Regions from separate parts of the Mus musculus genome. Here all the other regions are linked to region 1. The links are chromatin contacts, called in public Hi-C, HiChIP or PLAC-seq, Micro-C and promoter capture Hi-C maps. All regions are on one chromosome and are shown on one strand. The core of a region is the stretch at or near the end of the contact, and the rest is flanking DNA. Distances in the headings are between cores, read along the strand shown.

Region 1 (3,195 bases), core at 508-3,007:
ATCTTGTGCGTCTCTTGTTTACTCCGCCCCGGGCAGGGCGGCGGCGCGGACAGGCGGGTGGGGAGAGGGTGCTACGGCCCCGGGAGCTCCTGAACGCTCGAATCCAAAGAGTGGGCGGCGCGCGGTCGAGCTCCGTGGAGAGCCCACCCGGAGGAGGCGCTCCGGGCGCCGGCACCGCCCAGAAGCCAGTGTCTGCGCTCCAGCGCAGCGACCTCTTGGGAACCTCCCTTGAGGGTGCACACGAGTCCACACACGCTGGGTAACGGCCCGAGGGAGCCCCGGTGTCCCCCGGGTGTTGCCGGGCTGGGGAGGAAGCCAGAGTCCCGGCCCCTACTCGCTTGGGATTCCCTTCCCCTCCCCCAGCCCCGCCCAGCTCTCCCAGGGCTGGGTGTGATTTCAGTCCCTAGCAGAGAACCAGAAGCGCGCAGCTGGAGGTGGCAGCTCGCCCCCTTTCCCCCGCTCGGCCCCCCAGGAAGCCGGCAGCTGCTCCCCGCACCGCTGCCCTAGCCTATTTGAATACCCAGACGAGGGCGGGCGGCTTCCTGAGCAGGGTGCACCCGGGGCGCCCTGGGGAGTGACCCCGGGGAAAGCAATTGGGGCGTTTCGAGCTCGTGAAAACTTCGTGCTTCCGCCCCGGCACGGAAAATGCTAGTGAAACACACTGTGAGCTCCAGGGGCTGCAACATAATTCCCCACCACCACCCGAATTGTTAACAAAATCGTGAGTGCAGCTGGAGGGTGAAGAGGCGAGAAATCCTTGGTACGCGGGCAAAATGTAAGGATCCCACAGATCACAAGGAACCAGTACGTGGGAAAGGGGGCTAGAGAGGGAAGGGAATGGGCGCGAAGGAGGTTTCCACACCCTAGTAGGAAATTCTCAGACCGCTCCAGACTCGCCAGTGTTTCTGCGTGGCAAGCCGATACCCGCTCTCAGCGGAGATCTCGGCTCCGAGGCAAGAGAGCGCGACCGCGACCTTCCCTCCCCGCGCGCCCGCATCAGGGCCAGTCCGGGTCGCACATCCTTCGCCCCGCTGGCCTGCTCCAGACTGGTTTTTCTGGTTCAGCCTCCCTCCCAGGGACGCGCTGGGGGATCCGATGACGTCGCTGGCTGAGTCTCTCCCTCTTCCTCCCTCCCTCCCCTCTCCCCCGCCCGCCCTCGCCGCGCACTCCTCCTAGTAACTTCTGTTCGGGGAGGCGCTGCCAGGAATAACCCGGTGCGTCCACAGCCCGGAGGGGAGGTGGCCGCTGCGGCTCCCGCACGCCGACAAACTGCGGCCCGGGTCCTGCGGCTCAAGCCCCAGCCTAGCGGCCCTGGCCCCCGCCCTGGCTCCATCTCCTAACAGTGTCCGAAAATAAATAAATATATAAATAAAGACAAGAGGAGCCTGGGCTGGCGGTGGGGATCGCCTCCCTCCCTCCTCCCTCCCTCCACGCCCGCCCTCCCTCTGTCCTTAAGGAAATGCTACCAGACACCCCCCACCAGACACGCTCAGCCTGGGCGAGGAGCAGCCGCCGCAGCAAGAACAAGGGCACCGGGGGGCTTTCCTCCCCTCCTCCTCTCTCTCCTCTTCCTCCTCCTGCGCTGCGGTGACTTTACAGGTGAGCGGCCGCCGCGGCTGCGAGGATCCCCCCCACCGCCCGCCGCGTCGCGCCCTCCTTCGGCCGCTGTCACCCGGACTGCCGGGAGCTGACAGCCGCCCGAGGGGCTCGCGGCCGGGAGGCTGGCGGCCGGCGGGAGGCGGGCTGGAGGTGAGGGGGTGGAGAGCTGGAGAGCGGGGCGCCGCCGTGCGCTGTCTCTCCCCGGTGGAGGAGGGTCTCCGCAAAAAGAGAAAGAAAAAGGAAAAAGAAAAAAAAAAAAAGACATCTTCGGTGACTGTGGCACAAGTATTTGCCAAGTTGAGTCTTGGACATTGAAGCTTGCCCGGAGCCCGAGCAACTTGAAAGGTCCTCTGGCTGGGTAGCAGCCTCCCTCCACGCTTCGACTCTTGGGTACTGGGTGCAGCCCTGGGGTGCGTGGAGGGCGCACCGGCCGCTGGCAGAGCAGAGCGGCGGGAATCTAGGTCCCTTCTCGGCTCGGTAAGTGGCCTCGGTTCTGTGTTTTTCCTGCCTGCACCAGAGATCGAGCTTGTTTCACTTTACCCTGAAATCGCCTTCGCCCAACTCCATCGCCCCCTTCGCGGCGCGCGCCCCCGGCCGCTTTCCTGGTGGCCCAGGGGTAAGGGTCGGAGGAGGCGGGGATGGGGGAGACCTAAGCAAGGGGGGGGGGGTCGGGCGCATTAGGAAATGCGGGGAATACCCTGGCCGAGGTTCTATGCAGATGAGGGGAGGCTGCTTTGCGTAATGTCCTGGGGGGAGGGGGCCGCGCGGGAGCGCTGGAGGCAGGAATGTGCCTGGTTACTAATGAGGGACGTGCACCGGCGCGCACCGCCGGGCCACCGCTGCGGCTGCCGCGGCCGGCGGTCCGTTGTCAAGTAGCGGGGGAGGGGGCGCGGCGCGGCGCGGGGCTGGGGGCGGTGCGGGCGGGAGGGCGAGCGGGCGAGCGGACGGCAAGGGCCGGGCTGCCGGCCTGCGGCCGAGCGAGCGCAGCGGAGGCGCTGGCGCTGGGCATTTCTGTGACTCCTTTCTCCTCCCGAGCGAGGAAGGAAGGAAGGAGAGAAGGAAGGAAGGAAGCGAAGAAGGAGGGGACTGTCTCCATGGAAGGTTCAGGCGGAGGCGCCCTCGCCTTGCGGGTGCACCGGCCGCAGAGCGGCTCCAGCCGCCGCCGGCTGGCCCCCGGCGCTTGGAGACGGGTGGGGGCGGATTGCATGCTTGTTTGTGCTTCTGGTCGGGGGATCGGGAAGAAACATGTGTGTTTGGGCAGTGCACCGCGAGGAGCTGGGTCTGCGCCTTTATGTCTGTTCCCTGAAGTGGGTGGAACGTTGGCCCGTTCCGGGAATGTTCCATGACGTGGTGCAGCCACAGGAAGGGGGTTAACGAGGGGCTCTCTGCCGCGGCGGCTCTGCTGGCTGCTATCAAAGCAGATGTGCTGCTGCCGCCGCACCTCTCACCTCCCTTCACCCCCAACCCCCTCCTTTCCATTCTGTGCGTCTGGTGCTGGTAGGGCTAAGACAGGAAAACATAGCGTCTATGTATGTGTGTGTGTGTGTGTGTGTGTGTGTGTGTGTGGTGAGGGTGATGTGTCTGTCGTATTTGGTG
Region 2 (3,195 bases), core at 264-2,763, 960 kb before region 1:
CTCTGTCTCAAAAACCCAACCCAACAAAACAAACAAACAAACAAACAAACAAAAAACAATAACAAAACCCCTGCAAACCAAAAGAAACGACAGTGAAACAGTAAACAATTAAAGGGTTAAAATGAAGCCTGACAAGGTGACTAAGCCTCTGATAGATCACTTCAAAGTCTGAAGCAGGTGCAGAGAATTTGAGTCCCTGTCTCAATAAATAAATAATAAGAGACAGGTATAGTATGGCTGGATGGCATATCCACAGGTATTGCCGTATAGTCTCTATATTTTAGGAATAAGATGTGTATTATGTTGTCTAAGTCTTGGTGTTGGTTGGTTTTATTTTTTTTTGAGACAGAGTTTCTCCTTGTAGCCCTGGCTGTCCTGAAACTAGCTCTGTAGACCAGGCTGCCCCTGAACTCAGAGATCTGCCTGCCTCTGCCTCCCAAGTGGTGGAATTAAAGGTGTGTGCCACCACCACCTGGCATGATGCTTATTATGACAAAATTTAAACAGAAGAATTAATATTGGATGGAGCGGAACTCACCTCTAATCCCAGCATTCAGGAGGCAAAGGCAGGAGGATTGCTGTGAGCTCAGGGCCAGATCCTCCCCCCACCAAGTAAACAAAAGTACCCCCAAACTCCTGTATTTTCAAATTGTCTGTCATTGTCCATTCTCTTTGGCTGTGACTGCTCTTACCCCATTCCTAAAATGGTTTTTTGAGAGTACAATCTACATCAGGCTATACATGTATCCTTAAGGGATACCATAAAAGAAGTACAATTATCTTTTCTGAGTTGTTTGTAACGTGAGAAAGTGCACAACCCCCAACGTAAGGCAGTAATCAGCAGAAAAACACAGGTGACTAGAAAGAGAGGTGTTCTTTCTATCTATCTATCTATCTATCTATCTATCTATCTATCTATCTATCTATCTATCTATCTATCTATCTATCTATCTATCTAGTCTTGAACCACATCTGACTTCAAGGAATAGCTTTTGAGTGACCTAGAGCAAACAACCCCTCAATGGGTTGAGAAACGGGAGCCTGGAGCTCGTTGTGGGAGCCATTAGTGAGACTACTGGGGCTGACACTGATCACCAAAAATACTTTTCCCAGTGCCCAAATTCTAAGAGACAAAGCTGGGACCGCGGGGGAACCATGCTGCCACGTTAGCTTCTAGGTACAAGAGTTAATTTTCCTGGTTGCTTGTAGTTGAAACCCTCTTGGATTTCCCCTTCTTAGTAGCCCAGAGCCGTGGGATAACTCTCAGAGGCCGTTTGCCATCGTCCTACAGCAGCCAGGCAAAAACAAAACAAACAAAACAAAACCCTAAAACAAACTCTTTGGACTACTTGTTCCAGAATGCAACGCTCAGACTAGAACGTGATCACCCGAGAGCCACTAAGCGGACCATCATGCAACACTCTTCGAAGTAGGCGGGCTCCGTGAGGAGACGGCCCAGTGTTTCCTAGGCAACTCCAATCCCGCGACAGACGGCACTTCCGCTTCCGCCTAGGAAAAGACTGTCTACTCCTGCGTCTCGGTGGCGTCTTTCTCCCGCGCCTGCACGAACTGAGGTTTTGCGTGGCGGCGGCGGCACCGGCAGCGGCAGCGTCTCTCACTTGAACGCCGCGAGCGGCAGCTTCTCGTCTGTGTCCTGACCTCGGAGCCTACGAGCAGAGCGGCGCGATGACGGACCGGTACACCATCCACAGCCAGCTGGAGCATCTGCAGTCCAAGTACATCGGCACGGGCCACGCCGACACCACCAAGTGGGAATGGCTGGTGAACCAGCACCGCGACTCCTACTGCTCCTACATGGGCCACTTCGACCTCCTCAACTACTTCGCCATTGCCGAGAACGAGAGCAAAGCCCGCGTGCGGTTCAACCTGATGGAGAAAATGCTGCAGCCCAGCGGGCCGCCCGCGGACAAGCCCGAGGAGAACTGAGGTGAGCGCTGCCCAGTCTTCCCCGTGTGCCGGCTGCGAGCCTCCTTGCTCCTGCATCTCGACCATTCCGTGTTGGCTGTGTCGCCTGACCTGCGTACCTGTGGAGGATTCGGAACAAGTCATGGAGAGACTGTCCGGGTCCGCTCCTTGTGAACTGTGCAGAAGGAGTGATCCCAGCATCGGCAAGCGAGGGAGAAGACTGCACGAGAGTGATGCGCATTTCGAGTCTGCTTTTCGATAGTTGATGTCTTCTTGCCTTTTTAAAAAACCATATATATATAAAGTTTAGGGTTTGCTCTATTCTTTGGTATGGATTGCTGTGTTCTTTGGGAGGTTATTAGGAGAGGGTTCTGTGGATCAAGGTTTTGTGAGAGTATAAATAGGAAATGGGGGCAGAAGCACAGGGCAAGTCCTTAAGTCGTCACACACACTTTTATGATATTATCCCACCTCAATAGTCTTCACGCGTACAGTGTGTCTGGTCCCAAAGAAACCTTGAAGCGCGGAGATTGCCCATATCCCTTTCCTACCCTTCCCTTTATGCGCTACCCCTTACCCCTTTTTCTTGATGATTACCCTTTGTGTCTTCAGAAATGATAAACTGGCAAACAAGTGGTATCACGTCCCCATCCTGCTCAGCGCCCCATTCCCCCCACCCCTCTTCCCTTTTCACCAGAGCATTTTCCAAAGGTTTGAGGGCATACATTATGCCAGCTTGAAGAGTTTACAACTTTAAAAACCATGCTTACAATGCTACTTTACTGAGATGTCATTTGAGAACAGATTTTAAGGAATCAAGAGAAATGGCCATGCAGGTGTTTTCCGGCCAGGGCAGAGGACCCAAGAGCAGCAGTGTGTTTGACTTACTGAAGGAAAACCATAAAAGCAGTATGAGTCACCAGCATACCAGTGTGGTGGTGCACACCTTAATCCCAGCACCCAAGAGGCTGGGGCATCTCTTGAGTTCAAAGAATGTGTTGGTGCACACTTGGTCCAGGTGCTTTCGAGGCAAAAGCAGAAGGATCTCGAGTGTAAGGCCAGCCTGGTCTACAGATCTAATTTCAGGACCATCAGGGCTACACAGAGAAACCTTGTCTTGAATCCTATCCCCAACTCCTCCACACAAAAGCAGTATGCTGGGAAGGGATGAACAATAGAAAACACCAGGACAAGAAGACGTGGAAGCTGGTTGGTGACTCAAAGTTTTTATGTGGGTTATAGCTATTGGCTTTCAGCAGAAGAGAAAAC
Region 3 (3,195 bases), core at 406-2,905, 860 kb before region 1:
GAGTCAGAGTGACCTGCAATTATGTGACGCCGATCATAAGACCAGCTTCCTGTCATGAGCAAGCTTTGGAGGCATGCTAATTTCACAGTACCTTGTAAAGAAATTCCTGACAGATATTTTTGTCTCCATTTCAGAAGACTAGGAAAACAGAGATGTTAGTGTAACCCCTTAACCTAAAGTACGTCAATGGACAGATTTAGCTTAACATTCTTGATAAAACAGTCACTTGTCTTTGTCACAGGCACCTGTCTCCCCTCCCTGCCTTTATCATCTTCTTCCCTTCCCCTTTTGTCTCTTTTTCTCCTTCTTTAGTTTTCTGAGAGAGGCTCTCGTTATTGAGCCTAGGGTTGGCCTTGAACTCGTGACCCAACACTGTGAGCGTCTGAGGGCCATGCTGAGATTACCAGCGTGTGCTATCACAATCGCCACTTTGGCCTTTTTAAAGCTCATTCCTGTCTAACCTTGAAAATAAGTGGAAGCCTTTCACAGAGGGCTGTTGACTACTCTCTGTGGTACCTCTGTAGTAGTTAAAGATAGACAAGAATCAGTGAATTCAGGGCTCAGGAAATCTGTGGTGAGCCCTAGGACAGTACTGAAGCTTGGAACTGGGCATGTGGGAAGGGTGTGTTCTGCATCAAGAAGTGGGTTTTCCATACCTTTAGTTCCAATATTGTTTATTTTCTCTTCGGTTTAGGAATTTTGAAAGGTAAGCCATCTCTCCTGTTTACTCAGGATGAGTGACAGACACGAACACATTTCATTACAGGGTTTGGTGAAGGTCGCCTCAAAGGAGCAGTTCTGAATTCAAGGGCAAATTTAGAAACCCTTTTAATTATGTTTGTTTAATAGAGGTAACCCCCCCTTGGGAAAACATATTTTCTTTCAGACTCTGTTGGTTCGCCCTGCCCCTGGCTAGCCCTCTTCACTCCCACAAACGTGCAAACACTCCTTCACACAGAGACCACTATTTAGGACCTGGCTACCCAGCTAGATTCCCCAAGTTAAAGGGGAAAAAAAAGGTAACTGTTTCGCCCCTGTTCCTATTTCTGTTTAGCAAACAGAATTTATACAAACTATACTCTTCTCTGAGCTGTGTGGCCTTCCCTGGGGACGGTGCCTTCGGGAACGTCTAGAAGTTAGAAATTACACTTTTCACTTGAAGTAACCAGGAACTTGTACAGTGTAGGGGCTTTGCTGGAACACAGGAGTGGATTGATAAGGGGCTGGTCGGGGGACCTTCCACCACACCTATACAACTGTTAGGTTGGGAAGAAACTTTCCAGAGAGTTTGGGTTCAGTGGAGAAAAGAAATTTCAGACGGTTAAGTGGATCACCATTCGTAAAGATACCATGGAAGGAGAAAGGGAGAGCGAGAGAGAAGAAGTTTATTTATGGAATGTCAGGGAGCCATTGAGGCCCAGCAGGATCTAGAAACCTAGGACTTTCCTCCAGGCCTCTCTTCTCCCCCTGACCTTGGATGAACTAGTGAGCAGTATATTATGCCAGCCGATTGTATCGTTTTGTCACGGTTAGCATTCTGGACTGTCACTGGAATGTAGGAAACAGATGAATTTGAATTGAACCATGAGGTGGTCTGCCCGGCCCTCTCCTGGTCTCAAGGAGACCTGTCGCAGTTTGTCTGGGCTGGGCCTTAATGAAAGCTTTAGAGGGAGAGAGAGGTGGGCCTTTGATCTCTTTGTTCCTGCTGCACCCTGGGAACTGGCTGAAATCAATGCGCTGTTTTCCTGAAGGAGTGAATGGGTCTGCCTAACTAGCTTTGTAAAGCTGTGGGGAATTCACTGCCTCTGTTTATTGACAGCTGAAAGGGAGCGCATGGGGTGGAATGGACCTTCTTGTGAAAACCAGGCACAGGAAAAATTAGACCTCAATTTAACACAGAGGAATTTGGAAATTCACCCCAAAGGAGCCGGGAGTTTCTCATGCTTACATTAGAATGACTCAAGTTTGGGGCTAGTGTGTAATGAACAATGGGGGTTTTGTCCCAACTATGCTATAAGTAGGAATATGGTATGCATAATGAATGACGGCAAGTAGCCGGCCATTCAACGTGCCCTTCTCTTTTTAAAACCCAGACAGAAAGACAAATGCGAACCATGATATAATCAGGTGATCCCCTCCTTTCTTTCCACCAAGAAGAAGCATTAATGGCATGGCTGGCTCCTTCAAAGTTTGTTTTTCATTTGTTTGTTTCAAAACATCTTTGAACTTGAGATCTAAGTTCATGGCGGGGACCCATTCTGTCTTGTGATTATTGCAGGGATACAATGATTACACATCATGGAGTTTTTTTTTTTTTTCTAGTCCCAGAACTGCTGAGAATGTCCGCAGAGTGTGTCGGAAACAAATGCGACAGACAGTGGACGGAGATAGCTCCTGGAGTAACAATAGTTTGTAAATCTTAAAATTAACTACCTTCCTTTTCAGAACATGGTAAAGTAGGAGCTCTGGTTTATGGCAAGGAAATACCCCACCCTTTCTTAGCTCTCTTCCCTCACTGGCCTGATGCTTGATTTCCCAGAAAGAATTTATGGCTCCCTCCTTTGGCCCCAGCCCTTTGTGCATACCTCAACCACAGCACTTAACACGTCCCCCAGAGCTCTTTGTTTAGGTGTATTCTTTTAGCTAGAGGTAAAGCAGCTGTGTCCTATTCATTTTTATATCTTCAAGCCCAGCAAAGTTCTTGGCTCAGTAAATGTGGCTGGATGAATGGGGATTGATGGCTCTCTGTACATCCTATGAATGTAACTACTTAACCAGGCTTCCACTGCAAATGCTACATTTTAGGAAAACCTGATTGGTCTATTGAACCTGATCAATGCTGTTGCTGTTCCTTTATGGCGTATTATCAAACACTTTTTTTTTTTTTTTTTGCCTTCATAAGTTTGCGAGCCTCCATCAGCCCCTCTAGAGGAGGCATTTAAAAGCATAGGGCAATGTCCCTTTTGGGGCCAACCTCTGATATCGTTCCTTTCTAAAAGATTCTTAGTGAGTGTCATGTGTAGATATTTTCCCTAAGAAGATGACCAGGCTTTTAATTAAGAGTTCTGTAGACTTTCCCTTGACTGAAATTATCACTTGAGACAGATAAAGCTGCAGTTGAGATGATTTAATTCTATGATATGCTGATAATACAGAATAAAACCTCCCCCCCTCCTCTCACTGGCATTGCTGCCT
Region 4 (3,195 bases), core at 512-3,011, 770 kb before region 1:
GTGGCTTTAAGGAAAAGTTAAAGGGAGGCAAATGCCTCGAAATACTTAAAACGTTTTTTTACACTTTTAATGAGTGTGTATGTGCAGCTAATACACACAGAGGACAAAAGGGAGTAGCAAAACCCCCGGAACAGTTGTTATAGATGGCTGTGACTCTACATATGGGTGCTGGGAACCGAACCTGGGTCCTCTGCAAGAGCAGCAAGTACTTAAACACTGAGCCATCTTTCCAGCATCCCCCAAAATGTTTCCATTATCCATCTTTAACAAGTGTGATGCTAACATAAACCAACCTACTCACGGCCCCTCTAGGATTGCCAAAGCTATCCATGAGCTTGGATGTTCTGTATTTCATGACATGAGAGACGAGGGGGCAAATGGAAGACTACTGTAATATGGGGGAATCCCAAGAGAAAGCAGAGACTGAGCATACCGCCATAGCCTAAATAATACTGTGCAGATGGAGGCTGTGAACTAGTGAACTTGACTAATATTCTATAAGATCTCTTTATTTAATAATCTCAAAGATGCTTTAGCCTGTCAATCAAAATAAATACACAACATCAAACATCAGCACAGAAACTGGAAACTGAGTCACAGCTCTTTTTTTTATTTTTTTAAGAGGACCAACTTCTGAGAATGCCCGGCATGCTTAAGTTCCCTGGGTTCCATGTTCAGGACTACAAAACTACCATTCACCTAAAAACGTAGTGGCTCCAGAACAGGACCTACCTTTTGTGTAGGCAAGAGAACCCTCTGGGGTGCAGTTTCATCTGCGGCTAAAGGATCTCGCTGGCTCCGGTGGACCAGGTGAAAAGACACAGCTTTCTTCTTCTCTATAAAGGGCTTTTTCTTTCTGTGAGGCTACAAAATAATCAGGAAAGGTCAATAAAACAGAACCCCCACACAGTGGGCAACGCCACAGCCACAGGTACACTCAGTTAAGCATGTGGAGGGTGAACAGATATTTCAGATTTGTACACCTAAGCCAGACAGGACAGGAGTCCCTGTCTCCTGAAGGATCCATACTTACCTTCGCCAACAAACCCTGGCTAGGCACCTACTCTGAGACACTTGTTCAAAGGTGCTGGGGAATATGTGGGGCAGTGTGAGAAACTCTCCGCTCTTAGCAAGTAAATCAGTAAGAGGGAAAATCAAACAGGATTTTCAAATCAAAAGCAAATGCCTGAAGTCTCTCTTAATGGGTGCTCTGGGAAGGTCCCCGAAAAGTTTTATCAACAAGACAAGGAGCCTGCCACAAGAAAATATAGACAGACACTTCATCTACAAGGTAGTAAATAAGATTAGGGCACAGACAACTAAGGTTCAGATGATTTACTCCTCGATACATTCGTATTTGCTCTTCAGCTCTGGGTCTAACCAGAGTTGCTACCCAGTGGCCCAAGTGAACCCCGGAAGCAGGGGGCGGAGCTTCTGCGTCACAGGGACGGAGTTACCCAAAGCCTTCAGGACTGGAAACTCCGGGCGTTTGGCGAAAGGGAAACCTTCTTTCTCCTTCCGAAGTGCCCCGGGGGTGACGAAGGTGACTGGTGCCGGGAGAGTGACAGGACTCGGGGCACCAAGCCACGCGGCCAGTGGCCTAAGTCAGCCGCAGGGAGCGGCTCCCTCCCGGAGCACCGCGGTTTTCTCACCATGATGAGGCAGGGACACCCTCTCCGGAACCGCGGCAGCCGAACCGCCGCTCCCCGGTACCTGCCGGCAGCTCCACACGTGGGTCCACAGGGCTAGGGCAGCACGTCACACGATGGCGGGGCAAGGAGCCAATCGCCGGCGAGCCGCTAGGCTGTAGCCGGAAGTTGCGTGAGCCCGCGGTGACAGAACCTTCCCGGGGACTTCCGGGAGGTGGGGCTAGCAGGACCTTCAGTGGGCGGGGCTTTCTGGCTGGAGTTGGTGGCGGCAGGGAGTAGCCTACTTACCTGAGGGCAAGTTTCAGGTTCCAACCTGGGGCTTCAGATATTCCTTACCTGTGCTTAACTCAGAACAAACAAAACAAAAACAATCAAAAACAAACGAAAACAAGACCAAGGCTGTGCAGGTTCATGACAGGAAAGTGGTCACTTCCCTGGCTTCTTCTTCTTCTTTTTTTTTTTTTTTAATATGTTTGTTTGTTTGTTTGGTTGTTTGGTTGTTTGGTTGGTTGGTTGGTTGGTTTTTCGAGACAGGGTTTCTCTGTGTAGCCCTAGGCTGTCCTGGAACTCACTCTGTAGACCAGGCTGGCCTCAAACTCAGAAATCCGCCTGCCTCTGCCTCCCGAGATTAAAGGCGTGCTCCACCACTCCCTGGCCTTCCCTGGCTTCTTGACCTAAGGGGAATCAGTTGCCTAGCAATGTCCAACCAAGGCCTAGCTTCAATAGGCAGAGTCTAACATCTTTAGGGTTTTCGTATTACATCTTTTTGATGAACAACTCCCAACCGTACCTTTAGCACAGTCCATAAGTGTTGGTATTCTGTCTGGACTCCACCCCCACAGATACCTGGCAATTGCCAGGTATTCGCTGCCCCACGGTTACCTGGCAACAGCCAGGTAGACCTGGCCCTATAAAAGGGGCTGCTTGTCTCCCCCTCTCCCATCCTCTCTCATTTGCCTTTCTTTTGCCTCTTGCCCTCTTGCTCCCCATTCCCTCCCCCCCTTGCTCCATGTGTCATGGCCCGCCTCTACTTCACTACTCTCTCCTTCTCTCTGCCTTTCTCTGCCTCGTCTACTTTCTTAACTCCCCTCTCCATGCCCTGAATAAACTCTATACCCCCTTCTCCCAGACCCCGCCAGAACTTATCGTAATAGCTCTTTCTCTTTTTATGATCACAACACTAAGATTATTGGTTTTAGGGGCATTTGATGTAATAAAATAAATTCCGAAGCTCTGATGATTGCATATTTTTTTAAGATGAAAACTAATAAAAACCCAAGGTGGTTTTTTGTTTTTGTTTTTTGAGACAGTGTCTCATGTAGCCCAGCCTTCTGTCCAACTTGAACTACGTATCCTCCTACTTGCATCACGCTAGTGTTGGGCGTATTCGATGTGTGTGATGCTGAAGACTGAAGCCAGCCAGGGCTTCCTGCATGCTCGGAGAGCACCCTAACACGTTTTCTGTGACTACATCTCCATCCCCCAAGTTGTTGCTCACATATTTTGTGGTGCCTTAAGCAAATAGGATTTTAAGTGTAATTTCTTA
Region 5 (3,195 bases), core at 230-2,729, 740 kb after region 1:
TACAGGTTCATGAATAAGGATTGGCTTAGAGGGAAACAAAGGGCCCTGGTTCACAGTCCAGAGCCAGCCTCTTTGTTGTATCCAACTTCTCTCTGGCTCTATACTCTCCAAATCCTCACTCCTCCTCTTTTAAACTTCTCTGTGGACCTTCAGACTTTTGTTCCTTTTAAAGGTATATTCTTCAGCAATTGTGCACAAAGGTCTGGCTTCCATTGTCAACTGAGCAATGTGTTTCTGAACACAGGAAAATGAGGTCCCCTCTACAGTACTGTGGCACTTCTATGCCCGTTCCTGAAATTATAAAATGCGTACTGTTCAAACGCCCCTCCTCTCAGTAGTCCTAGGACCACAGGAGCTGGGTTTTAGTTTTTTTTTCCCAGTACTTAGGAATGCTCGTCAATAGGTAAAAAGGCTCAATAATTAGGATATGTTTGAAGATCATCAAAAGAACAAGAATGGTGGGAACAATACTGGTATGATTTTTATAAAAATGAAGTATAGCCACCGAGTGGCTTGCAGAAGAGGTGGGAATTCAGATCATAAATCAAGTGGAGAATGGCAATTATTGGTGGTGGTAGGGGGACATCCATGCACATTTGAGAAATGAGGTACATACATGTCCACAAGGGAAGGCTTGACTTGGTCCAGATTTTTGCTAACAATGTCCACAACAGAGGACACATCATTTCTGTATTCTGAAAGTTCTTTAGAAACTCAGAGTACAGTCATTTCTTGCAACAAAGATAGGAGTATAATATTCAAATCATAGTTTACATAAAACTACTAGTCCTATCCACTTCACCAACTCTGCATGTCTGAACGGAGTTCAAACTGTGTCCTCTTCAGTAGTATATACATCTCAAACTAGGAATATTGGCATTAAACTTCTTAACTTTCAGGATAGCTAAAGGATGACTCCAAATTCTTACTGGTGGTAATGAGGAGTACGGAAAACAAGTCAAGAACAGTCAAATTCAAATTTTCAGTAGTAGCCACTGTCCACTGAACCGTCTGAGTTTCGGAAGGGACCTGAAAGCTCTCGTGATTAATGCACAGCTTTCGTTATGTTTTCTGTTAGTCTCCCTTCCCACCCATCTCTGGGAAACCTATGACTATCGAGGTTCTCATTCCCAGAAGAAAGAACAGCCGGGAGGCGTGTCCGAGGCTCTAAGCTGGAGAGACGGGGGTCCGGGTGTGGAGGGAGTCTAGTACTTGGGGTCCTCCTGGCCGAGCCAGAGGTCAAGGCTCAGGTCTGAAGCCAGGGGGCGGGGCGGGCCTCAAGAGCGGAGGGAGGCGCGGGGCGCAACCGGGCGGGAGAACGGGGACTCGGAGGGACTCACAGTAGTAGGCCACCACGGGGTCCCGCTTGTCATGCTCCTGCGCCGTTCTCAAATGGTGCTGTATGCTCTTAAACTGCGCGGGCAGCGGCGGCAGAGGGGCCAGCGCGGCCATCTCCACTCCCGGAAGCGCTACTTCCTACTCGCCGGTCACAGATACTTCCGCTTCCGCCTCCGAGCGGGCAATTCTCACCCACGCATCCGTTGCTGAGACGCTTGTCCGCGACGGGTGCCCGAAGGAGACAAACTTACTGCCTGGTTTAAGGCAGTTATTATTTGGAGAATGAGAGTCTCCTGTGTCGCACACGGCTCCAGCGCTCTCTGCTGGTAAGCGGAGATAGAGGTTTTAAATTTAACTTTTGTTTTTGTTTGTTTGTTTGCATGGAATGAATGAAAGAGAAGAAAGGGGAAAATAACGTAAAGGACTTTAACTGCGAGAAAGGAAAACTTCCCCTCCCCTCTCTTTATCTCATGCGTGTGTGTTTTGTTGGGAATATTCTGGCAAGCGTATATACTACTAAGCTACCTTCTCAGCTTTCAAATTTTCCTTCCCTTCCCTCCCTCCCTCCCTCCCTCCCTCCCTCCCTCCCTCCCTCCCTCCCTCCCTCCCTCCCTCCCTCACTCTCTCCCTTGTCTTTATTTTTATGAGACTGGGTCTCACTAAATTGCCAAACTAAGCTTTGGACTTGAAATCCTTTACCCAGGGCTTCCCAGTTAGTAGAGATTACAGACATATGCATATAGATGGGCCACAGTGGGTTTTTTTTTTTTTTTGGTGGGGGGGGGGGAGGGTGGGGTGGAGTGGGGGGTGGAGGTGTCATTAGTTTTAACAGAGAAAATGATCACAAAATAAAAATTTATACATTCACACACACAGAAGTACACGTTATAGCCTTTCTAGAAACTGTAAAGAGATACTGAAAACATGTACTTAAAGGAGATTGGAACTGGAAACAACCATTGCTTTTAGTTTAGAAGTTTTAAATTCTTATATGAGAAACACTATGTTTAAATACTAGATTAAAATTTGCATGTCCAAATACTGGACTGAATAGACAGTCCTTTTCAAACTTGAAAGGTAAACACATGCGAACTAATAAGAATTGAATACTTTCTCTGATATGGCTAGTGCTTGTTTTAGTGAACTATGCGAGTTGATTAGTGGAGGAAGATGATGAACATTAGGAAAGTATTAGTCTGTCTTACTACTTGACAAGATAGAGTCCAGGAGAGTCTGCACTTCTGACTTTATAGCACACCCCACCTTTTCTTTATAGCAGTGATATTTATTTATTTATTTATTTATTTATTTATCTATTGCCACCTCTCCATTGCATAGTATCATCCTTAAGGACTTACATTTCATTTGAACTTTCCTGTATTTTTTTTCTTTTTGTTTGGGTTTTATTTGTTTGTTTGTTTTTTGTTTTGTTTTTTTGAGATAGGGTTTCTCTGTATAGCCCTGGCTGTTTTGGAACTCACTTTGTAGACCAGGCTGGCCTCAAACTCAGAAATCTACCTGCCTCTGCCTCTCAAGTGCTGGGATTAAAGGCGTGCCCCACCACCGCCCGGCTGAACTTTCCTGTTTTTTCAACGCCAATATTGGTATATAGTGTTTGCCTTATGTGGTTTACCACCAGAGTAACACTAGTATCACTGAATGAAAATGGTAGTGTTGCTTCCCTTTTTATACATGGAATGGCTTGAGACGTATTGCTATAGGTTCTTCCATAAAGATTCACTAAAATTCAATAGTGTCAGGCATGGTGGTGCATACCTTTAATCCCAGCATTCTGAAGGCAGAGGTAGGTGAATCTCTGGGGTCTAGGAAAATATAGTCTTCAGAGGGAATTCCAGG
Region 6 (3,195 bases), core at 397-2,896, 640 kb before region 1:
GTGCACACCGGCACTGTCTCGTACCACATGGTGCCATTAAATCATCCCATGACTGGATTTGAGGAGCTGTTTATATTAAACCCTCCTAAAAATAGTAGAATAGCATTTACTGTTTTTCCCCCCCACTGCACAGTCTAGCTTCAATCCTTGAAAGAACTATGATTTATTCATTTACTTCCAGGAAGAAATGAAATCGAGAGGACTTACTTAGAATTTCCCCTGGGAGACAGTGTGCTTTTAGGACCAAGCACTTGTACTTGGGAGATTTTCAAACACTTTGCCCCATCACTCAGATTTCTCTGACTTGTCTGATGTGGGCGTTATTAAACTCAGCCATCTGGGGTATCCAAAGTGACAACCGTACTTTTCATAGACAGAAGGCACTATGGTAAATTAAAGCAGACATCAACCTGGCCCTTACAAACCTAGACTATGACAAACTCCTCTCCTAGAAGCTCAGGGTCCACTTTGCAGAAATACAATTTGGTGACTGGAGGAGAGTTTTGAGCATATATAGGGAAGAACTCAGACACCATAAGTTCTAATCCTGGGTCTCCATCTTCCTCAGATCTGCCAGATCTCTCTAGCCACTGCCACTCCAGAACTTGGAGGTAGGTTCTCATGGTGGAGAGAAGAATTAAATAGAATTCTCCAGAAATTCCATGAGCAATGAGAACTGCAGCGGCCGGGGGAAGCAAGCATGACTGAAAATGGCCATGCTCAAGTTCTCTAAGAGTGTTAACATACATCCTTGTTTTGGACTTGGCTGTGAACGTTTAACAAATTAGTGGCACTTCCTTGGCTAACAGGAATTGTAGCAGTGGCAAACACTTGCTTGAGGCAAAAGGAGAGAACTTAAACTTACTAACTTTCTAAGTAGAATTGTTTCTTTAATTATCTTGTTCTCATGATACAATGTTTAGAAGAAGCAAGGGAAACTGAAACGCTGTCTGTCCGAAAGGATCATTTTAGATCTTTATTTTCTATGCACGCACCATGTCGAGATTTCCTAAAAGGCAGCACACTGTCTGTCCCTCCTCCTCTATGAGCCACTAGACCAACACCCTTTTATTTTTAAGTGGTAAGAATGCTTCGCGGGGGTATTTTAATCATGTGATAACAGAATATTTGTAACCCAGAAGCTGAAATCTAATATGCAAACATTTTCAAGCTTTCAAGTGAGTTTATTTTCCCTGACTACCTTCCAGTTTTATTTGTTTTATTCCTACAACTTTCTATCTCGTTTAGACTCTGGCTACATTCTGCAAGAGCCAGCCTCCTTAGGAAGCTGTGACCAGGAAAAGGCAAACAGAAGGCTTTCTGGGTTTTCATACCTTGGGCTGAGCTCTGGAAATATAAGTGGCACTTACACCTTAAAATGTTACTCTGTAGAGGCTGCAGCTGATCCCCACTCCATTCTCTTTAATTTTACAATTGTGGGAGAAAACTGGTGTTAACATGACACATAGTACCATCAGACAAAAGGAGAATCCCAGCTAAGACTCACGAGTTTGGACTTTCTACTTATATCAAGCACTGGAAAACAGAAATGATCACATTCCACAAACTCTGGGCAGAGCAGGAAATTAACCTGTAAGGCAAGTTTTTCTTTCCTATTGTTCGCATACTTTTATATGATTTATTTCCTGAGTCTCCCTCCTTCTGCTCTCAAGAGCTAACAGGATTAACAAAATACCTTGCCTCCGCCCCTCCCTGAGCTAGTCTCAGCCATGGGCTTGGAGCAGAGGCTCTGTGCTTACTTATTCATTGAGCCAACTCCTGGAAGATTTAACCAGAAAAATCAAGGGGTGGGTCTGGAATTTCTTTTTTCCAAAATATCTCCCTCTATCATAAAAAAGGAAAAGCATGTGTAAGTTATTCTACCTCATCTTATATGCAAAACAGAGTATAACTCAGTAGCATTAGAAATATCAACTGCCATGCAATTCAAAATCTTTAAGGCACTAGTTAAAATCTATAGAAAGTGACCTTCAGAACGCCCTTTCCATAGCTGCCTGAGCTACAGAAATTAATAGTTTGATGTCAAGTCCAATCATTGTTATAGCAACTACCCTTTACATTCCCAGACCCTAACAAGGTGTTTGGACAACAAACCCTTAATATATGTAGGATAAGCACTTATGTCATATCCAGAATACCAACAACTTTATATATAGACAAAGCCTCATCTGTATGAGTATATATATGTGTCTTACTTAGGGATTCTCTTGCTGCAATAAAACAGAATGACCCAAAAGCAAATTGGGGAGGAAAGGGGTTATCTGGCTTATACTTTCATTCATACATACATACATACATACATATATACATACACACACACACATATATATATATATCTGTATGTATGTATGTATGTATGTATGTATGTATGTATGTATGTATGTATATATCTCAGTGTTCATCATCAAAAGAAGTCAGGACAGGAACTCAAGCAGCTCCGACTTGGAGGCAGGAACTGAGGCAGAAGTCTGGGAGGGGTGCTGTTCACTGGCTTGCTCATTCCAGTTTCTACAGGTTTCTTATAGAATCTAGGACCATCAGCCCAGAGGATCCTATCACCCACAATGGGTTGGGTCCTCCCCCATCAATTACTAATTTAGAAAACACCCTAGAGCTGAATTGTATAGAGGCATTTTTTCAACTGACATTCCCTCCTTTCAAGCAACTGTAGATTGTGTTAAGTTGATATAAAACTATCCAGCACAATATGCATGGTTTGTTAATAGTGTGTTGAAGATAGCAAGCCTGCCACCAACTCTAGCTCTGTCCTGCTACAGACTGCCTGATTGAACAGACATGTTTTCAATGAACTAGTAACAACTGAGTACCCCCCATGAACAAAGCCTTTATTCATGGCCTTGAGGACAAGTGGCATGGAAGCTCTCCCCTGGTGCCAGTCTCTCGAGAATACTGTATTGGGGAAGGGGGTGTCGCATCCTACTGTGCTACACTGCTAGGCATCCGTTCTCCAGGTGTTAGAAGACATAGCAGGGACGACTCTGAACCTACTTTCTTAGTCGGCATCCTTCCCACATAGACGACTCAGTGGTTCAGAGAAGATGCCTCCCTCACGATTGTAAAACATTTCTTAAACTAAAGAGCAATTAAACCTGATGATAGCATGCAATCAGAATGAATTATTTTCATTTGTTTCCTATACAGCTTTTTGAGGAA
Region 7 (3,195 bases), core at 228-2,727, 530 kb before region 1:
GCTCTGCGCCAGGTCCCTCTTACCCAGCTGGAGGCTACAGCCAGACTGAGCCAGCAGCAGGTTCTCCATCTATGTCCAGGCTCCAGGCTGCCTGGGAGCTTTAGGAGAACAAGGTGACCGATCCCCACAATTGCCATAGCCTCGAGGTACAGGCGCCGAGATTGTATGACTCGATACTAAGTCCAGCCTATTAGAAAGGGCTCTACAACTCACTGATTCTCTTGACTTTGGTCACGGTTCCACGATATAAAACATCTTAGACCCCATTTAACAGAGGTAAAAATGAGCCAACCTTCCTTCGAGTTGGCACGGGACCTAGAACCAGCATCTGAACTCTGAGCGTCCCATTCACTACCCAGGATCTTTTGTGAGACTGACCAAGAAGGAAGTACTCAGGTACCCTGGCTCTTTGAAAGTCATAATAAAGGGAAGTACACAACAACAGAAAAGAAGTGTTTAAGATATAAAGAGAAAGAGGGCCAGGAATATGACTCAGGATAGAACATTTACCTAGGAGCTGTGAAGCCAGAATTTCAATTCTTAGCACACTGAAAACAAAAAGCCATCTTTCAGGTTGGAGAGACAGCTGGGTGGGGTGAAATATTTATATGCAACCGTGATGACCTGAGTTCAAATCACTAACACCTGTGTAAAATCAAGGCTTGAAGGAACACAAGCACAGTGCTGAGGTGACAGAAAGAGGCAGAGCCCAGGGTCTCAGTGGCTCCCAGCCTCACTGAAATACAGAGCTTCAGTCAGGTTCAATTAGAGATCTCATCTCTAAATCAACACAGAAAGCCAGCAAGGAGTACATCTGATCATGACCCCCTGTCTTTACCTGCCCATGCACACGTATGGTGTGTGGACCTGCACACACACACACACACACACACACACACACACGAGAGAGAGAGAGAGAGAGAGAGAGAGAGAGAGAGAGAGAGAGAGAGAGAGATGCAACTTCATGATTGCTATTATGCAAAGTATGCATAGTAGCTATTTTCAAGTTTTCCCTGTGATACTGAACGAGCAGTGTGGGGTGGTGGTGGTGGTGGTGGTGGTGGTGGCTAGGACCTTTCTAAATGTGAGCGCTGCAGCCTCCTCAATCTCTTCAAAGCCCCATTCCTCTCACTGCCCCCAGCCCCACCCCTCAGCTCCAAGAGTATTCAGAACTCTGGTATGCCCGAGCCACATGCTGATAGATCAAAAGTTGAACTCAGCCAACCATGAAGAGGAAAGTTCACACTTCACCTCACCAATTTGTGCGTCCTGGCAAGGTTTGAGGGAACCAGCAGAGGGAAGCCCCACCTGAAGCAAACGACCATTTGAAAATCTAAGACCAAAGCTAGAAACAGTAGGAGCTGTGAGAAGAAGTATGGATGCTTTTCACTCTCAATAGGGAAACTGAAGATAGAGGGAAGCCAGAATTGTGCCCGGTATGTAGACCTCTGTGGTGTTCATAAACAAACACCCCGAAACCACAACTGCTGCTTTCAGAATGACTCCAGGGACTTGAGGACCGGAATTACTCCACAGTGGTGCACAGAGCTAGAGGATTTGAGAAGAGAAAGTGCTAGTGTGACAGGAACAAAAGCCAGTCAAGTAAAGAGGCGACATGGTCACCATGGGAGGGAGGAGAGACAGAACAGAGTGCCTGGCTGCTCTGATGGTTCAGGTTGTCCACAAAACATAACGTAGAATCACCTGAGAACAGAGTCTCGACAAGGGACTGGCTAGATCCCGTTAGCCTTCCAGGATGCCGGTGAGGAATAATCTTAATCGGGAATAACTAAGGTAGGAGGACCTGCCCACCGAGGGTGGCGTTATTCCCCAGGCAGGAAATCCTGAAGTCTAAGGGTGACAAAAGCGAGCTGAGAATCACTTCTATTCCTGCCCACGTTCCTGCTGCCTGCAACTTCAGCCTCCTAGCTATGATGGACCCTAACCTGGAGTCATGAGCCACAAGACATCTTTTCTACCCTTAAGCTGTGTTTGTTGGGATATTTTGTCAAAACAACAGAAAAGAAATGAAGACTGTGGCTAAAAGCTTAAGAGTGATAATCCAAGGACACATAAGGAGATTTGGGTTCTGTCCAACCATTCCTGAGACAACTGGGAAATTTGAATACTGAATCTGCAATGGGTTCTTGTTCAAGTTTCTAGTACTATCATGGCATTATGGCTCTGTTTTCTAAAAAGAATCCTTATAGTATTAAACTATTTACAGGAAAGTCTATATGATGTCTGGAATTTGCTTTGTGAGATACCAAAATGGGGGAGGGGAACCTAATGAGTCTAAAAGAGAAATCTTGGACCACAAGTTGGGAACAACTGAAGCACTGAGAGTAGACACTTGAAGGATCATTCTAGAATTCTATCTACTTTGGGTTATTTTCAATACTAGAAACTAAGTTTAAAAATAAAAGTCTGAAGTGTTTGGGGTGTAACTATAGTTTCTGCCACATTCACATCCTTTCCTTTTCTCGGCTTCTAGAAACAGTGCTGTTCCACATCCCTTACTCAGGGAACCACCCCAGTTCATTTGGTTTTCTTGGGTGACACCAGAGTTTCCATCCAATGAGCCATGTGATCTAACCACAGCCACCATAGTCCTTCTGTGGGATTTCATGTGGGAGCCCTACAAAAGAGAAGTTCTCTGGGATGCCTCAATAAGATGGCTGGGATCTGGAGACACCCAGAGCTGGGGGACTGAGGAAAAAGGTAGGGTGGGGACAGGAGAAGGCTTACAATGAGGTGATAATAATGTCCAACTGAGTTCCTGAATCCCTTGTCCAGCTTTACCCTGTCCTATGAAAGGAGACCACTAAGTTCCCTCTTAAGTACTTTTTTTTTCCAAGACAGAAGCTCATGTAGCTGAAGCTAGCCTTGAACTCCTGATCCTCCTGCCCCACTCCCTGTGTGTGGGATTGTGGGTGTATACTAACCCCAACAGAATTGCAGACTCAACAACTTTAAGGATGAGCTGAGAAGAACATCCTGGATTATCCACATGGTCTCAAGAAATTAGGAGGCTCCTTTTGAGAGGAAGGTAAGGCCAGAGTCAGAGAGAGGAAAGTGGTCACAAGGCAGAGATAGTCTGCCACACTTTGAATATGGAAGAAGCAGCCTGGGGCAGTTAAACTTTGACTGTCAACTTGATGTGATCTACAGTCACCTAGGAAGGCAGCCCATAGG

The links. Promoter capture Hi-C pulls out the DNA fragments that hold promoters and counts their contacts. Hi-C and Micro-C count contacts between places; a contact is called where the count stands out from the background. HiChIP or PLAC-seq counts read pairs in DNA pulled down with a chosen protein or histone mark.
Region 2: a contact with region 1 is called in a promoter capture Hi-C map of embryonic stem cells, with 4 times the contacts expected there. The contact joins the promoter of Sf3b5 here to the promoter of Hivep2 in region 1. A contact is called at or near these places in 5 of 39 promoter capture datasets (the 3T3-L1 cell line, embryonic stem cells and hippocampal neurons), 2 of 15 datasets of contacts at CTCF or cohesin (embryonic stem cells and pro-B cells), 22 of 484 Hi-C or Micro-C datasets (the HL-1 cell line, LSK cells, Sertoli cells and 10 more), 24 of 115 datasets of contacts at active chromatin or transcription factors (DN3 thymocytes, astrocytes, bone marrow-derived macrophages and 15 more) and 2 of 9 other capture datasets (embryonic stem cells and liver).
Region 3: an H3K4me3 HiChIP or PLAC-seq map of embryonic stem cells shows a contact between it and region 1, with 6 times the contacts expected there. The contact joins the enhancer-like site here to the promoter of Hivep2 in region 1. A contact is called at or near these places in 6 of 39 promoter capture datasets (the 3T3-L1 cell line, the C10 cell line, cranial neural crest and 3 more), 4 of 484 Hi-C or Micro-C datasets (embryonic stem cells and stem cell-derived neural progenitor cells), 16 of 115 datasets of contacts at active chromatin or transcription factors (the NIH/3T3 cell line, T-cell acute lymphoblastic leukemia, astrocytes and 6 more) and 1 of 9 other capture datasets (embryonic stem cells).
Region 4: a Micro-C map of embryonic stem cells shows a contact between it and region 1, with 3 times the contacts expected there. The contact joins the promoter of Ltv1 here to the promoter of Hivep2 in region 1. A contact is called at or near these places in 1 of 39 promoter capture datasets (the 3T3-L1 cell line), 4 of 484 Hi-C or Micro-C datasets (embryonic stem cells, pre-megakaryocyte-erythroid progenitors and pre-pro-B cells) and 1 of 115 datasets of contacts at active chromatin or transcription factors (pancreatic cancer cells).
Region 5: a contact with region 1 is called in a Micro-C map of embryonic stem cells, with 6 times the contacts expected there. The contact joins the promoter of Vta1 here to the promoter of Hivep2 in region 1. A contact is called at or near these places in 1 of 39 promoter capture datasets (hippocampal neurons), 6 of 484 Hi-C or Micro-C datasets (Sertoli cells, cerebral cortex and embryonic stem cells) and 3 of 115 datasets of contacts at active chromatin or transcription factors (astrocytes, memory CD8 T cells and pancreatic cancer cells).
Region 6: a contact with region 1 is called in a Hi-C map of uterus, with 2.5 times the contacts expected there. The contact joins the enhancer-like site here to the promoter of Hivep2 in region 1. A contact is called at or near these places in 2 of 484 Hi-C or Micro-C datasets (cardiomyocytes and uterus) and 2 of 115 datasets of contacts at active chromatin or transcription factors (astrocytes and neural tube).
Region 7: a contact with region 1 is called in a promoter capture Hi-C map of pre-B cells, with 2.3 times the contacts expected there. The contact joins the enhancer-like site here to the promoter of Hivep2 in region 1. A contact is called at or near these places in 4 of 39 promoter capture datasets (the 3T3-L1 cell line, the HPC-7 cell line and pre-B cells), 4 of 484 Hi-C or Micro-C datasets (cerebellum, embryonic stem cells, muscle stem cells and 1 more), 6 of 115 datasets of contacts at active chromatin or transcription factors (DN3 thymocytes, embryonic forebrain, embryonic midbrain and 3 more) and 1 of 9 other capture datasets (adipose tissue).

The regions. Positions count from the first base shown.
Region 1 is chr10:13,964,622-13,967,816 of GRCm38.p6, forward strand. Hivep2 (human immunodeficiency virus type I enhancer binding protein 2) reads left to right here and starts at 1,758. Exons shown (of 9, transcript NM_010437.2): 1 at 1,758-2,076.
Region 2 is chr10:13,006,937-13,010,131 of GRCm38.p6, forward strand. Sf3b5 (splicing factor 3b, subunit 5) reads left to right here and starts at 1,514. Exons shown (of 1, transcript NM_175102.4): 1 at 1,514-2,247. The coding sequence starts at 1,687. The coding sequence ends at 1,947.
Region 3 is chr10:13,106,501-13,109,695 of GRCm38.p6, forward strand. All of the region lies in intron 2 of Plagl1 (pleiomorphic adenoma gene-like 1), which reads left to right. Among named protein-coding and RNA genes, the nearest start is that of Hymai, 17 kb to the left of the region's middle. Within about 2 kb of position 1,656, at least 58 of the 459 cell types and tissues checked have an H3K27ac peak or open chromatin away from gene starts, as enhancers often do. A contact at or near this core is called in embryonic stem cells and neural tube, where this site is marked.
Region 4 is chr10:13,191,376-13,194,570 of GRCm38.p6, forward strand. It overlaps Ltv1 (LTV1 ribosome biogenesis factor), which reads right to left and starts at 1,762. Exons shown (of 11, transcript NM_181470.4): 1 at 1,653-1,762; 2 at 733-864. The coding sequence starts at 1,655.
Region 5 is chr10:14,704,010-14,707,204 of GRCm38.p6, forward strand. Vta1 (vesicle (multivesicular body) trafficking 1) reads right to left here and starts at 1,480. Exons shown (of 8, transcript NM_025418.3): 1 at 1,341-1,480. The coding sequence starts at 1,452. 1700016L04Rik (RIKEN cDNA 1700016L04 gene) reads left to right here and starts at 1,600. Exons shown (of 6, transcript NR_045824.1): 1 at 1,600-1,664.
Region 6 is chr10:13,327,130-13,330,324 of GRCm38.p6, forward strand. The region is part of intron 1 of Phactr2 (phosphatase and actin regulator 2); the gene reads right to left. Among named protein-coding and RNA genes, the nearest start is that of Gm46211, 100 kb to the left of the region's middle. Within about 2 kb of position 1,647, at least 10 of the 459 cell types and tissues checked have an H3K27ac peak or open chromatin away from gene starts, as enhancers often do. A contact at or near this core is called in uterus, where this site is marked.
Region 7 is chr10:13,437,119-13,440,313 of GRCm38.p6, forward strand. The region is part of intron 1 of Phactr2 (phosphatase and actin regulator 2); the gene reads right to left. Among named protein-coding and RNA genes, the nearest start is that of Phactr2, 36 kb to the right of the region's middle. Within about 2 kb of position 1,478, at least 69 of the 459 cell types and tissues checked have an H3K27ac peak or open chromatin away from gene starts, as enhancers often do. A contact at or near this core is called in pre-B cells, where this site is marked.